Linked DNA regions of Mus musculus: region 1 is linked to region 2. The links are chromatin contacts, called in public promoter capture Hi-C maps. All regions are on one chromosome and are shown on one strand. The core of a region is the stretch at or near the end of the contact, and the rest is flanking DNA. Distances in the headings are between cores, read along the strand shown. Region 1 overlaps Foxn3 (forkhead box N3). Region 2 overlaps Foxn3 (forkhead box N3).

What was found. Capture Hi-C pulls out chosen DNA fragments and counts their contacts.
Region 1: a contact with region 2 is called in a promoter capture Hi-C map of adipose tissue. The contact joins two enhancer-like sites. A contact is called at or near these places in 6 of 484 Hi-C or Micro-C datasets (cerebellum, embryonic stem cells, ganglionic eminence and 3 more), 12 of 115 datasets of contacts at active chromatin or transcription factors (bone marrow-derived macrophages, embryonic forebrain, embryonic hindbrain and 6 more) and 3 of 9 other capture datasets (adipose tissue, liver and pancreatic islet).

Annotation. Positions count from the first base shown.
Region 1 is chr12:99,283,290-99,285,991 of GRCm38.p6, forward strand. All of the region lies in intron 4 of Foxn3 (forkhead box N3), which reads right to left. Among named protein-coding and RNA genes, the nearest start is that of Gm46371, 46 kb to the right of the region's middle. Within about 2 kb of position 1,337, at least 66 of the 459 cell types and tissues checked have an H3K27ac peak or open chromatin away from gene starts, as enhancers often do. A contact at or near this core is called in adipose tissue, bone marrow-derived macrophages, embryonic forebrain and 2 more, where this site is marked.
Region 2 is chr12:99,405,782-99,408,483 of GRCm38.p6, forward strand. All of the region lies in intron 1 of Foxn3 (forkhead box N3), which reads right to left. Among named protein-coding and RNA genes, the nearest start is that of Gm51999, 15 kb to the left of the region's middle. Within about 2 kb of position 1,375, at least 152 of the 459 cell types and tissues checked have an H3K27ac peak or open chromatin away from gene starts, as enhancers often do. A contact at or near this core is called in adipose tissue, bone marrow-derived macrophages, embryonic forebrain and 2 more, where this site is marked.

The sequences.
Region 1 (2,702 bases), core at 87-2,586, 120 kb before region 2:
TGAAGGTATACGAAGCTGCAGGAGTCTGCACAGATGTTACCGTGAACATAACGAATGCTGTGCCTTTTAATTCTCACCAAGTTCATCAAGTTGGGACTCTTGCTTTTTGGACTGGGCAGGAAGCAGAGGCCTGCACCAGTCAGATGAGCTGCTTGAGGGCACATGGTTGGGGCGGCAGGGGCATGTCATCCCAGGGTTCCATTACCCACATCTGGAGAGCCTGCAACTTTCTTCTACAGGCTGCAAGGACCACTGAGAGTAACGATCTCTTTAAGGCCATTCCACTTAAGAACCTGGGCTACACACATGTGCACACAAATGTAGGCACACATCCCATTGTGTGCGTGATGGCACAGATATGAAAACCCTAAGGCCTGCCGCTTGGCAAGGGCTTAGGAAGGAAACCCACAGGGAGCAGAAAGAATGGATATAAACTTGGCTTCGGAAGCTTAGAGGGGGTAATTTTAAGTCCACTTCTGAAACCATCATTTGAACAGCTTGCTCAGAACACATCCTAAAAGCTTCATTATCCTTAAGTCTTTTGGTAATTTTACAAAAATATTTCTAGACCTCCACCCCAGCAGTTCCACAGAGCTTCAAGGGGAATGGCTTTTCCTTTCCAATTGTACTTAAAGCCAGGGCTCTTTGATAAGACACATGTTACTTATGGCAACAGGATCCAAAGCTGTTTCATCTCTACACTTCATAGTCTTGTTACGGGTATAATTTAATAGATTTCAGAAACATTCCTAAACGCTATGCAATCTAAAAGAAAACATTCCTATTGATGTATTTAGTCTAAAGTTACATCCATAAAAATGAACATCAAGTAAGATCAGTGCTCAGCAGTAGGGTTATTCTTTGTACTAACCTTCCAGTGGCTAATTCTAGGACTTTCTATTCTCCATCCAATCTTTAGCAATCATAAAGTGTATGTTGGGGGACTGGCTCCATAGGTAAAGCAATTCTCTGTGTAAGTGTGAGGACCTGAATTCAAACCCCAGGAGCTCAGTGCAGGCCCCTTACTGGAGCAGAAAAGCAGAGGCAGGAGGATGCCTGGCAGCTCCCAGGTCAGCTAGCCTGAAGTACTTAGGTGAAAAGACCCTGTCTCAAAAAAGGCAGACACATGTACGAAGACTGGAGGATGTCCTCTGCCCTCAACACTTGGACCACAGCACGGGCATACCTACAAGTATGTGCGGTGTGTGTACACACATAGACACACAAAGACACACACAGACAAAAGACAGACAGACACACAGACATACACACACAGAGGGGAAGTGGGGGAAACAGATGCCTTGCCTCTTGAGGAAGTCTCTGGTAAATGTTTTCAATTTCCTGTCCTCAGCCTTGCTGGCCATAACGTCTTACTCAGCAGTCTGCTCACAGGGCTGCTTTCTCAGAGGGCAATATGAGACTTCCATGAAGACAGTTATTAGAGACAGGGGTCTGGAGATTAGCTAAAGTTAGGGTCAAGCAGGGAAATGCAGACTATGGAACTGAAGGGGCCTTCGACTGTACAGCAGGCTACTGGCATGGGAAGTTTAGACAGCTGGGCTCACAGGTGTGGGGGGTGCGGCTCAGCTCTTGCCTGGCACACTCAAAGCCTTCAGTCTCCATCATATACCAACTGAACATGCTAACACAAGCCTGCAATCCCAGTACTTGAAAGGTAAATGGACATTGCAAGTCTTAGGTATACTACATACCTAAGACCCTTCATTCCAAAATAAATAAATAACCGGACCAGCAAAGATCAAAATGAACTAGCGGCCTCTTTGAAAGTCGTACTTCCTTGTTATTTTTTAATGAGCATAAAAGCATGTTCCAAAGCACACAGAGAAAGATTAGAGGAGCCCAGGAGCACCCCTCCAACTTCACCTCTGTAAACAGACCGGCACGCTGACAATTACTGAAGCTCCAGAAAAAGCTTTCCTCACTGCAGGACAAAAAGACAAACAATGCGGAGGAAGACTCAGAGTCTACCCCGGGCCAAGGAGAACAGAAGGCAGTGGGCATCTGAGGGCAAATGTGGAGAGGGGCTGCCCCCTCCCTGTAAGTGCTAAGGTTTTTTAGTGGGCACGCCTGGGGGCAGTAAGCAGATTTATGCAAGAGGTGAACGCCCTCCTTTGCACAGTGGACAAAAGAGTCAGCTTGCGGAAGGGATGAAAGATGCCAGAAAGCCCAGGGCGAGCTGCCACTTGTGAAAGGGACAGGCGGGCGGGGGAGGGTCTCAGAAAACCCAACAAAACCAGAGATGCGGGCCCTTGGAGTCAAGAACTCAGTGCCAAAGAGTGGTCCCTGAATCCTGCTAGGATCAGCAAAGAGATGCTGGCTGGGCTGACGTTCAGAGTGGAAACTGACAAGAATGCTCCTGGGAAGATTTTGTGGTGTTTCTCCATGAGTGTGTGGAAGAGCGAACCCTTTGGAGATAGACGAGATGAACAGGTGAATGCTGGTCCTGAGGAGTAGATTCACAGGAAAGGGCGTTGCCAAAAAATGAACACAGTGAGCCCCTCAGGGACGGTAGTGGTGGCGTGACAGTTAAGCACTGATTGCTCTTGCGGGTCACCTGGGTTTGGTTCCTGGCACCCAAATGGCTGCTCACAACCATTTGTAACTCCAGTTCCAGGGCACACCCTCTCCTGACGTCTGTGGGCTCTGCACCCATGTGGTACACAGATATACATGCAGGCAAA
Region 2 (2,702 bases), core at 125-2,624:
AGATTGTGAACTGGAAGTGTAAGCCATATAAACCCTGTCCTTCCCAACTTGTTTTTGGGCCATGATGTTTTACTGCAGCAGTAGAAACCCTGAGTAGACAGGCATTCGTGGGCGCCTTTGCTATTCTCTCTGATGAGCACAGCGTTTCAGTGGCCATCACCTGATGTTGACTTCTGGCCTACACACACACACACACACAGAGAGAGAGAGAGAGAGAGAGAGAGAGAGAGAGAGAGAGAGAAGGAGAGGGAGAGGGAGAGGGAGAGGGAGAGGGAGAGGGAGAGGGAGAGGGAGAGGGAGAGGGAGAGGGAGAGGGAGAGGGAGAGGGAGAGGGAGAGGGAGAGGGAGAGGGAGAGGGAGAGGGAGAGGGAGAGGGAGAGGGAGAGCAAGCGCCCATCCATTTCACTGGCAGATACCACCAAAACGTTTGTTTTGTTTTGTTTTGTTTTAAACTTCCTCCAAAATGTCTCTTTGAGCCTTCAAGTATATAAGACTGAAAAGTGAGTGTTCCTGGCCCAGCCACAGGGCAAGAAAAGCAAGGTCTCAATGAAACACAAAAGCCAGCACAGACCTGAAGGGGAACAGGCGGCCCCCACAACAAGGCAGCCAACTGCCAAGCTGTCATTTTGCTCGGCGGCTGAACAGAAGGCCCGAGTAATGACAACCACAAAACTCATTTAAAGTCTGAAAAGGTGACTAATGAGCTCATTCATGCTGGCTATAAATTATTCACTCCAACACTGATCCCACACTAGACAAACAGTAAAGTAAACTTTAAACACAGACCCGGCCGGCCTTCCGACTCGAGGCAAGTTATGTCTGTAAGACTTCTCACAATGACAGAGATACTTGTCCCCGTTGCCTATTGTCACATTAGTCTTCTGTTTACTTTTTTTTTTAACTGCCTTTAATCAAGTTAAGCAGACACAGCTGTTACACATTTATTTCTCTGCTGTTTTTTTTTTCATTAGTTATTACGAGCAATCATGAAAGCCCTAAAAATAACAGCAAATTATATTCTCTCGAAATTGAAGGCTGACCTTAAAAATGAAGCCCAGGTCTTCAGAAAGAATATTCATACCCACACATGCTGGCTAAGTGACAGCCCCACACACGGGCAAAACATGAGTGCCTGCCCAACTCTCCAACTCTCTGAGAGCTCTGCAATTTGCTTCTACATTTCCTTTGGTTCTGGGGGGAACCGGTTGCCTCAAAACCAGCGGATACAACAGACCCTGTTTCTGGCGGTCACGTTTGGGTTAAGATTTTCACGAAGACATTATCATCTTAAGCAAATAGAAGAAATGTCTGCCGGCTTTTTCCAGCACTGATAAATAGCAGGTTCCTTGAAAACGCACCCTGGTGCTGCAGATTGCTTTCAGTTTCCTGTTTAACATTAAATAAAGAATTGTCACTCTTCTGTTTTTGCAAACCGAACTGCTTGCTGCTAGTGTGGCTGCTAAAAGCGTGGCGATCACAGCTTACGTGGTCCCCTCTTTCTTTTTTGCTCACCGGCTATCATTTTTTAAGACACTGTAAAGGTTTCAAATCTGTTTGACGGATTTAGTTTTAAGTCCCCAAACAAGTACTTAACATTACAACATGGTTAGATCGCTGAACATTATGTATTTTTAAACTGCTTCGGATCCTTGGAAAATAAGTCACAGAAAAGACTCATATCCAAATAACAGCAGATGGGGGCCCTAACTAATCAAAAGTGAAAGTGGAAAGTTAGACACTGCAGAGTGCTGGCTCGCTGCAGGGATGCTGGGGCTCACTGCAGGGATGGCTGGGATGAAGCAGCAGTCGGGAGACTCCACTTTACTCTGCCCCCCCCCATACCCCCTCTTCTAAGGAAAATCTTCCACATTTTCAGTTTCTTGCATGATCTAAATGAAAGCTTTGTCCACCGCTTCTGTTGCCTAAGACACAAAACATATTTTTTTAGTGTAGAAAAAATACATTTAAAAAAAAAATGTAGAATGGGGGAGTCCTGCAATATTGATAGCAAAGGTCACTGCGTCCTACCCACAGCCCTCTGGGGGCTTTCCTGTGTCCCTCAGGCTTTCAGTCACATTCACATCTCCAGATCAAACAAACTTAAAGGCCTCTCCACCAGAGTCCTGGAAGTTGCTTTTGGATTTCTCTTCTTTTGTTTTTGGTCAATTTTACTTCTTGGAAAAGTTTTGTTGTTGTTGTTGTTTTACTTTAGTTTAGGTTTTTTTGAGGTGGGATATCACTATGTCTCACTACGTAGACCAGGCTGGCCTTGAAACTCACAGAGCTCCAGCTGCCTCTGCTTCTCCAGCATTGGGACTGAATGCGTGCACCGACCTGCTCAGCTTGCGGAACACTTATAAATTCGTACTGAAACTGGCCAGAAGCTTTGTCCCCACGTGTGCACTAAACTATGATTTCTGTTGCTTTAACATTTTGCATTCTCATAGATAAGTGGTTTTGTCTCATGACATTTATCAATTCAGGCGTCTGCGTGTGGCTGTGGATGAGGACACGGTGGAGGTGAGAGGACAGCGTGCACACGTCGGTTGTTTCTCTTCTTCCACCACATGGGCCCCGGGAACCAAACTCAGCTCGCAGCAACCGGGAGCAAGCATCTTTAGGGCAGATGAGCCGTCTTGTTGGCCCACGGTGTAAGGTTTTGAAAAATCTAACATCACAATGCAAACATCCAGATCAAGCAA